Regions from separate parts of the Danio rerio genome. Here region 2 is linked to region 1. Evidence: chromatin contacts called from public HiChIP or PLAC-seq data. All regions are on one chromosome and are shown on one strand. The core of a region is the stretch at or near the end of the contact, and the rest is flanking DNA. Distances in the headings are between cores, read along the strand shown. Region 1 holds the start of ptger2a (prostaglandin E receptor 2a (subtype EP2)). Region 2 holds the start of ero1a (endoplasmic reticulum oxidoreductase 1 alpha).

The links. HiChIP or PLAC-seq counts read pairs in DNA pulled down with a chosen protein or histone mark.
Region 2: a contact with region 1 is called in an H3K4me3 HiChIP or PLAC-seq map of embryo, with 2.2 times the contacts expected there. The contact joins the promoter of ero1a here to the promoter of ptger2a in region 1. A contact is called at or near these places in 1 of 18 Hi-C or Micro-C datasets (hematopoietic stem cells) and 1 of 4 datasets of contacts at active chromatin or transcription factors (embryo).

The regions. Positions count from the first base shown.
Region 1 is chr17:16,137,566-16,142,741 of GRCz12tu, forward strand. ptger2a (prostaglandin E receptor 2a (subtype EP2)) reads left to right here and starts at 2,720. Exons shown (of 1, transcript NM_200635.1): 1 at 2,720-5,001. The coding sequence starts at 2,940. The coding sequence ends at 3,785.
Region 2 is chr17:16,282,852-16,288,027 of GRCz12tu, forward strand. It overlaps ero1a (endoplasmic reticulum oxidoreductase 1 alpha), which reads right to left and starts at 2,002. Exons shown (of 16, transcript NM_200350.2): 1 at 1,744-2,002; 2 at 416-535; 3 at 251-334; 4 at 132-170; 5 at 1-59. The coding sequence starts at 1,833.

The DNA of each region.
Region 1 (5,176 bases), core at 1,470-3,969:
ATTTAGCCTACCCAATTCACCTGAAACTGGAGCACCCGGAGGAAACAAATGCCAACATGGGGAGAAAGTGCAAACTCCACACAGAAATGCCAACTGACCCAGCCGAGGCTCGAACCACCAACCTTCTTGCTGTGAGGCGACAGTGCTACTCACTGTGCCACCACGTCACCCCTTAAACATTCCAGAAAAGTTTAATCAATGTATATCAATGTAATGTTTTTGGCTAATCTGTTTGAAAACTTTTTGGTAAGACTTTATTTTGATGGTCCCCATTGCACATTTTGTTGACTAAATGTTTGATTGCAACTACATGACAATTACTTCTTAAACTGTCTGCTTAATATCTGCTGATACTGCTCCTTCAACAGACATTTAACTGACTATAAGAAACTTTGCAAGTACATGTCAACTTACACTAACCCTAACCCCAACCTAACAGTCTACTTATAATCTATCTATCTATCTATCTATCTATCTATCTATCTATCTGTCTGTCTGTCTGTCTGTCTGTCTGTCTGTCTGTCTGTCTGTCTGTCTGTCTATCTATCTATCTATCCATCTATCTATCTATCTATCTATCTATCTATCTATCTATCTATCTATCTATCTATCTATCTATCTATCTATCTATCTATCTATCTATCTATCTATCAGCACAAACAAACCTATTAATATATATGCATGCTTTTCCATTCTGCTATACCATCTTAAACACTCATTGTGCAGAAAGGACCAGGAAACCCTTAAATAAAAGAGTACAAAAATCCCCTATGGCAACAGTTCAACGCGCAGCAACATGTTTGAGCTTAGATCCACACAGCCCAACCTTAAAAACATCTCTCAGCACTCACAAATGACTGTATAAGAGAGAGAAAGCTGGTATATTATGTGAAACTAAAGAAGAGAGCTAGAGCAGTAAAAAAAAATATTACTGCTAGACAACTGAGCTTTTTTCTGGGCAGTATTTTTGGGTTTACATTCGTAAGGATTTAAATAAGTAGACTAATAATTTAAACTATTCAGATCAAATATGTTTATTTGGTCATTTGTTTAATCTTTTGTAGACCTCATAATAATTAATGCATTAAATAATGTAAGAAAAATATGAAAATTATTATTTATTAATTATAATTAAATATTTTTTTTAAATTCAAAGACTTCTTTGGTGGTATTTTTACAATTTTATTTAGATTTTCTTCCATTTTAATTTTAGTTGAAGGGCATCTATGATGAAATGTATCTTTTGGGAGCTGTTTGGAAAAACACTGTGTATAGTGTGTCCACAGTCATATTGGGGTGATATTAAGACAATAAGTCTCTTTCTTTTTAATTTCTTTACGTTAAAATAGGATCCAAATCCCTCCCATTTTGAGGTCCAACGCAACATGATGTAGGAGTGCAGTTTCCCTGCCCCGAATTGATTGACAGACGCGTATTAACATGTCTCCGTTGTAACTTGTATAATCATATCAACAAGACAGGATGGGGATAACCAGGAATAAAAGATCTGTTAAAAGATCTGATGTTAACAAGAGTTTTACAAGTTTAACACGTTTTTAAAAAAGTGCATGTTTGTAATCATTTACAGCTATTTTACCGTCCTTACTTTTTAAACACAGCCGAATGTCAGTACAATTATAAAAGACGATGCTTCAATCGCGGTTTCAGGACGTTAAATCTTATTAATTTTGTACTTTGACATAACGAATATCCATACAGCAGTGTATATTAATGTGTATCCTGTCACATTTGCCGTGCAAAAACAGTGCAAATTTAAATGTGTGTATCTGTGTGTGTCCGTAAGCTTTGTAACGAAAATTTGTCACTTATCATGGCAGAAAGGCTTGAATTAACTTCACAACAAATACATCAAATAATCATTGCAAAAGTTCTTACTTTAGTATTTCTCACAAACGTTACGTGAGATCTGCTTCCTTCATATCTGTCACTGTGCTGTTTATCTGACGCAGCCGAGGCGGAGATTGAGGCACACTCTGACAGGCACGTGGGAACAGTGGGCCCCTAGTTTTAAACTACTATTAAAGGCACAGGCCACAAAAACAGCTACATTGTCATCAAAGCAGAAAATCCAATATTCTGAAAGGTATAATAAATAATCTGATGGGTGTTTTGAGCTGAAACTTTACAGACACATTCTAGAGACACAAAACACTTATCTTAAATCCTCAATCTTGGAAAAGGGGTGTAATAGGTGCCCTTTAATGTTTTTAAAATGTATTAGTCTTTCTTTTTGTTTTCAAATTATGTCTGTTATTTTTATATTACTTTTATTTCCATTTTTTTTTGTGGTATATTTCCTCATGCTGCATGATTTCCATTTTAAATGCTAATCTTAATCTGTGGCAAAAAAAAAGCAAAAATATTTTCCCTAAAAAAAATTTAGCCACCTAAATCACAAGTAACCCTTAAGAGGCCATTTAATCTGATTACCATAGTATGCAACTATAACAGCCACAGTAGTAGTAGAACTCACACCGTAGGGCTCTTTGGGACCCCAAACAGTCAGAAAGCAAATTCTCTACGCTTTTAAGGAAGCTCAAATTTCTCAACTCTGTGTCTGGATCAGCATATGTGTGTGTGTGACTGTGTGTGTGGGAGTGTGTTGAAGGTGGGGTCAAGACAATGACGTTGTTTCACCAACCAACAGCTCATTCAGCAGAGGAACTCATGGCTCATAGTGCATTCTCCACCGCCTCTCTGCATGGAGAGCATGGGGCAGACAAAGAGGCAAGTCTGCGGGACTCTAGAGGCTTTCAAAAGCACACCACATGCAGCTTGAAAATGAACCACCTTTGAGAGTTTCAAAAATTTGCATCAGGAAGAAAATGATCTGAATAAAGTTTTGCATGCTCTCAAACATGCCAACATCTTAAAGAGAAACATCCAAGTAGGTGTTTTGATAAAATCCAACTGCAGGAATGGGCACTGAAAATGGGACCTGTATTGACAGTGTGAATGTGGAGCAGAATGGGGGTCCAGCCATCAGTGCTTTGATGTTCGCAGCTGGAGCGATCGGGAACGTGCTTGCGCTGGTTCTCCTGGAGTTTCGGAGGAGGAAAGAAAAGAACCGGCAGCGGCAGTCTCTTTTCCATTTGTTGGTGACCACTTTGGTTATTACGGATCTAACGGGAACCTGTCTGACCAGTCCTGTGGTTCAAACGGCGTATTTGACCAACACCACATTGGTTGGGATGAGCAAGACTCATGCGGTGTGTGAGTATTTTGGATTTGCCATGACTTTCTTAAGTTTGGCCACACTTTCTATCCTCCTGGCGATGGCACTGGAAAGATGCATCTCCATCGGGTATCCGTATCACTACGGGAGGCACATCACCAAACGCTGCGGATACATCACCATCCCTTGTATTTATCTAGCCTGCTTTCTGTTCTGCCTGATGCCGTTTGCAGGGTTTGGGAAATATGTGCAATACTGTCCCGGGACCTGGTGTTTCATTGCCATGAATTCGGAGGAGATCGAAGACCGAGCGTATGCCAATGTTTACGCCACGGTGATGCTGTTTATTATGATCATTATAGTGGTGTGCAACTGTTTTGTGGTTTATCATCTGGTGCTGATGTACCGGAGGCGCAAGATGAACCGGGGTTCAGTGCAGACCAGGAGCAAAAGGAACAGGAGGTACTTCTCGTGGGCAGAGGAGGTGGAACATCTCATTCTTCTGGTCTTCATGACTGTCATCTTCGTCATTTGTTTCCTGCCGTTAATAGTAAGATTTATTGTATGTGATTGTAATGAAAGAAAATAACTACAGTTGAAGTCTGAATTATTAGCCCTCCTGAATTATTTGTCCCCTGTATATTTTTCCCCCAATTTCTGTTTAACAGAGAGCAGATTTTTTCAACACATTTCTAAACGTAATAGTTTTAATAATTAATTTCAAATAACCGATTTCTTTTATCTTTGCCATGATGACAGTAAATAATATTTTACAAATTATTTTTCAAGACACTAGTATTCAGCTTAAAGGGCAATTTAAAGGCTTAACTAGGTTAATTAGGAAAGATATTAAGTAATTAAGCAAGATATTGTATAATAAGGGTTTGTTCTGAAGAGATAATTAGAAAAAAATATATAGCTTAAGAGGGTTAATAATATTGACCATAAAATGGTTTTTAAAAAGCTTAAAACTGCTTTTATTCTAGCCAAAATGAAGCAAATAAGACTTTTTCCAGAAGAATTAATATAGGAAATACTGTGACAATTTGCTTGCTCTGGTAAATCACAGGAGGGCTAATCTTTTTGACTTCAACTATAATTTGTCATTTTCTAAATGTTACCAATTAATTTATTTACACATTTGCAGATTAATTCATATGCAAAATTTCCCTTAGGCATTAATAAAGTATTTTGTAAAGGCAGAAAATATCATATTTGACCAGGGTTATTTCTTTAATATTGAGCAGCTATTGTGGGCTTTATTAGCAGTTTAAATAGTTTTATCTTAATCATTTAAATTTGTTGTTAAAGTAATAAACTACACTATAATTATTTATTGTGAAGTTTTTATTATCCAAATATACTTTCAACTCATTTTCATACTGTAAAAAATATCTGTTAATTAGCAGTTTCTGTGTTTTGTGGCTCACATAGTGTTTTCTGTTTATGCATTATGGGAGTTTTATCTCTGCTCCGTCACTTTTGATGTTGAAAAAAAGTCAACACTGCAGATTAAGAAAGTGACTTTTAGAGACATTTTAGTAGTTTGAGGCAATACTTGTTTAAGAAATAGTATAGAAAGGAATAGGTCTGTAAAATTACAGAAACAATACAGGTAGTTTGTTACCAGGTTTTTGTACTGTATTATACAACACAAGCCCAGACAATATATCACTTTACACTGTTAAAAATGCCAACAAGAGTCACTTTTCAAACTTTTCAACATTGAAAGCTTTTGGGGGAAAGATTAAAATCTCATAATGCAATTCAAAAGCATAAATAATTGAAAAACATGAATCAACAAATGTGGAAAATTGTTTATCTCAGACAAACAATGAAATTACATAACCTACTGCGAAACAAAAACTAAACATAAACAATATATATATAAATGAAAGTAAATGTTCATATTGCAAGGTTTCTATAAGTTTCAAGTTAAAGTTAAGAATTTTAAAGACCATTTTTAAGACCATAATGAAT
Region 2 (5,176 bases), core at 752-3,251, 140 kb after region 1:
GCTCCAAGCTTCTCCGCCTTCTCGCATTCCTCAGTATCATGACTAGCCTTTTCTGAATACTGTAGAACAAAAATATTCAACATCCACCTGCACCAACTTAAACGACATACACTCTTTTGACTTTTTAGTACCTTATAACTGCTGGATTTGAGGCCCTCTGGTACTTCATCCTGTATAGAAAGACATAAGGAGCCTATTAGTATTACAAGACGCATAGAAAAATCCAAAATAACAATATAAAAAAGCTCACCGGAGAGCAAGGTTTCACAGCGCAGTATTTGAGTCCACACTGGCTGTGGTCTGTCCAGAATGGGCAGCCGTTGTTTAGATTAACCTACGGTAAGGAGGAGTGTAATATTAAATATTATAGGTGAATGCATAAAGAATTAATAGATATTTTCGGCAATAAAATCACCTTGTAAAACCGGAAGTAGTCAGATGACAGTAGTTTCTGCAGTTTGGGAAAAATGTCCTTGTTGTTGAACTTGTCGATGGTCTCAACATCACAAGCACAATCATCGAGGGTCCCGGTGACCTCGATATAACAAAACCAATCAATTAAAGCAACAGTAAAGTGATCAGGTTTATTTATCAGTCACAGAGCAATCTAAAATTAAAAATACTGTGATGGTATCATCATATGGTGAAGGTTTCAGATGGTAAGACTATACTACTTTGAAACATACTGTAGCAGTCTGGGATGGACTACCCAAAAGTCTCTCTGAGGAGTTGGAGAGGATCTAAAAGCGATGCTGTCTGATAATATGTCTTCCGATTTTAACTTTTCCAACACTAAGTGAAAGACGTGAAGAAGCCACCAAACATACTCTCATTAAAATACTCAATACATCACCGCTGCACTGTTTCCTGCCTAAGGCTCCAATGTTATCCTACCTTCTTCGGCAATACAAGACATTTGCTATACACAGAAGTAAAACTAAACATCTCTTCCTCGTGCTCTAAAATTGTTGTATAACTTTAATTTTTAGTGTCTGATTGTTTTTTAATTATTGTTTTTCTATCATGTTATATATATATATATATATATATATATATATATATATATATATATATATATATATATATATATTAGTATTTTTATTAGTCAAAGATTGATTTGAGTGTGTGTTTGACGCAATCAGGGAATTGTGCTGCAATACCCCGTCCTGTTAATTTTTAAATAAACTAAACTAAATGTGTGGGTTTTGTTTTATTATAATTTTTAATGCCGTATTAATATACAGACAGAAGGGAATACAAAAATGATTCAATATTTGTGCATAGTCACCGACTTGACTTTTCTGGCTACTGATTTTTATTGAAAAACATGATTATTATAGTTATCAAAAGATGTAAAAAATCTTACATTTATTTCAGATTTTACATGCCAACATTGTACTAAAATGACTAAAATGAAAAAAAGAAAATACCATAAAAATAAATGAAACATACCTAAATTAAGCATGAAAACAATAAATACGCATATAATAACATCTTAGTGATACCACAGTAGCACTGTTTTATTTACAGGTTTCCTTTAAACGTTATGAGAACATTTATCTGACAACATATCTGATTGATTACTTTTATTTTGCCTATATTCACCATAATAATCACATGGCAGGTATGCTGCATGACCAAACTATCATAGTTTCACATAGACCAAATATTTCAGCATGATACTGTGGTCATTTAATGCCCTTTATTTGATTTCCAGTGTGACTTCAACGTAGTGATTCTCACCTGGCAGAAACACCTGTGCGCAGCGGATCCTGCTGTCGTCACGTGGACACTAGTGAGAAAAAGCCCCAACAACAGAACGCAGGTTTCCATAATTCGGCATAAATGTGTATTTTCAGCGAATGTTTTCTCCAGCCTTCACTCTGCTGCTTTCTCGTTAACGATGTTTGTGTAATACGCAGTTAAAGTGAATCACACGTCGCTGTAAGACACGTTCACTTCCGATTCATTCATCCGCTACGTGATGTACGTGACTCTGCTGCTGCGATGTGACACAAACAAAACAATGAATAATCGGGTCGGGCGCGCATTCATAAAGCATTTAGTCAGGAAATATGCTTTATTTTACGTCCATATAACTGTCTCTGGGAACCTGCAAGGCTGGAGTGTATCATCAGCTCCTCTATAATCATGCACTCGAGCTGAACCAGGAACTCCTTCCCTTGGAAAAAACTGACGTGGTTGTCCACTAGATGTTGCCAAAGCATTAATTCTGGTGTTTAAGTCTCTCATTTGGGGAAATGCACAGTAAGAAGTTTTCTTTTAGGTTCCTAGGTATGGATGGTTATATTTGGCCAAAAATCATATTTGCTACATTTTCTTTTTGTTTTCCTTTTCTACAGCTGAAACGTTGAAATTATTTATCTTTAGTTTTTGCTGTGTAATCCTGTTAAACAAGTTATCAGTGTAAGTGTAACATATAGCAAGGTGTCACATTCATTCATTTAGCTTTATTTTTTGATATGTTACTGTTTAACTATTTATCAAATTTAACATATATTTTATTATAGTATTGGTTTATTTATTTCCCAGGGATGGGTTGCGACTGGAAGGGCATCTGCTGCGAAAAACGTGCTGGATAAGTTGGTGGTTCATTCCGCTGTGGCGACCCTGGATTAATAAAGGGACTTAAGCTGAAAAGAAAATGAATGAATGAATTGTTTTATTTAATCTATTGGCTATTTTCATGAGTGTGTATTTATTCAAGTAGCTATGTTTAATATATTTTGTTTATTTATTCATTTAATTTGGTATTTTGTCTTCCTGTTGTAATAAATATGCCAAATTCATTCATTTAGCTATGTTTTTTCATATGTTTTTGTTTGGTTATTATTTATTTATCTAATTTAACATGTATTTTATTATAGCATTGGTTTACTTAATCTATTGGGTATTTTCATTGGATTTTATATTTATTAAAACATCTAAATTTCATATATTTGTTTGTTTGTTTATTTATTTATTATTTTTTTTAATGCAGTACATATATTTTTTTCTTCATGTTATAATATTATTTAATGCTATATTTGCCAAAGTTATTTAGGTATTATATGTTATTGATTTGGTTATTATTTAACATATATATTTAGTTGATGCTGTGAAATATTGGGAAATCCTGTTAAACAGGTTATCAGTGTAAGTGTAACATATAGAAACATGTTTTAGGTGTCACATTCACTCATTTAGCAATGCTTTTTTCCAAATGTTTTATTTTAGTTATTATATATTTATCTAATTTAACATGTATAATAATATTGGTTTATTTAATCTATTGGCTATTTTCATATGATTTTATATTTAAGCACCTATATTTCATATATTTTGTTTATTTGTTTATTTAATGCAGTATATATATATATATATATATATATATATATATATATATATATATATATATATATATATATATATATATATATATTTTCTTTCTTCATCTTATAATATTATTTAATGCTATATTTGCCAAAGTTATTTAGGTATTATATGTTATTAATTTGGTTATCATTTAACATATATACTTAGTTGATGCTGTGAAATATTGGGAAATCCTGTTAAACAGGTTATCAGTGTAAGTGTAACATATAGCAACATGTTTTAGGTGTCACATTCACTCATTTAGCAATGCTTTTTTTCCAAATGTTTTAGCTTAGTTATTGTATATTTATCTAATTTAACATGTATAATAATATTGGTTTATTTAATCTATTGCCTATTTTCATATGATTTTATATTTAAGCACCTATATTTCATATATTTTGTTTATTTGTTTATTTAATGCAGTATATATATATATATATATATATATATATATATATATATATATATATATATATATATATATTTTTTTTTTTTTTTTTTTTTTTCTTTCTTCATCTTATATTATTTAATGCTATATTTGCCAAAGTTATTTAGGTATTATATGTTATTAATTTGGTTATTATTTAACATATATATTTAGTTGATGCTGTGAAATATTGGGAAATCCTGTTAAACAGGTTATCAGTGTAAGTGTAACATATAGCAACATGTTTTAGGTGTCACATTCACTCATTTAGCAATGCTTTTTCCCATATGTTTTAGTTATCAAATTTAACATATATTTCATTATAATATTGGTTTATTTAATCTATTGGGTGTTTTTATATGAGTGTATATTTATTTAAGTAGCTATGTTTCATATATTTTGTTTGTTTATTTATTTATTTAATGTGGTATGTATATATTTTTCTTCATGTTATAATATTTATGCCACATTCATTCATTTAGCTATGATTTTTCATATGTTTTAGTTTGTTTATTATTTATTTATCTAATTTAACATGTATTTTATTATCACATTGCATGGTTTATTTAATCTATTGAGTATTTTCATTTGATTTTATATTTAAGCAACTATTTTTAATTTTTTTGTTTAATATATTTATTAATTTATATAGATATTTTGTCTGTTATAATATATTTTTTAATGTTATATATACATAGTTATTTAGATATGTTATTTTTTTTGCTTGACAAATATATTTATTTTCTGTATTTACCGTAGGCCTATTTAAAAAGCAAATATTTATTTTCTTACAATATTTTTTTTAAAATATACATTAGCCTATATATTCTTATGTATTCGTTTGTATCAAATCTAGCAGCTATATTACATACATTTCTTGTAATATACTATCAATTTATTAGATAGGAGATGCGGTGGCGCAGTAGGTAGTGCTGTTGCCTCACAGCATGAAGGTTGCTGGTTCAAGTCCCGACTGGGTCAGTTGGCATTTCTGTGTGGAGTTTGCATGATCTCCCTGCGTTCACAAGGGTTTCCCCCACAAGTCCAACGACGTGGTAAAGGTGAATTGGGTAAGCTAAAATTGTCTGTATGTGTGAATGAGAGTGTATGGGTGTTTCCCAGTGATGGGAAGCATCTGCTGCGTAAAACATGTGCTGAATAAGTTGGCAGTTCATTCCAATGTGGCAACCCCAGATTAATAAAGGGACTAAACCGAAAATAAAATAAAAAAATGATTTATTAAATTTAGCTATTTTTGTGTAGCTAATCATTTTTGCAGTTTTCTTATCTATATTATTTACATAAATAATTATTATATATTATATTTATTTTATCTTTATATCTTTATATTAACAGATTTTTTAACTCGTC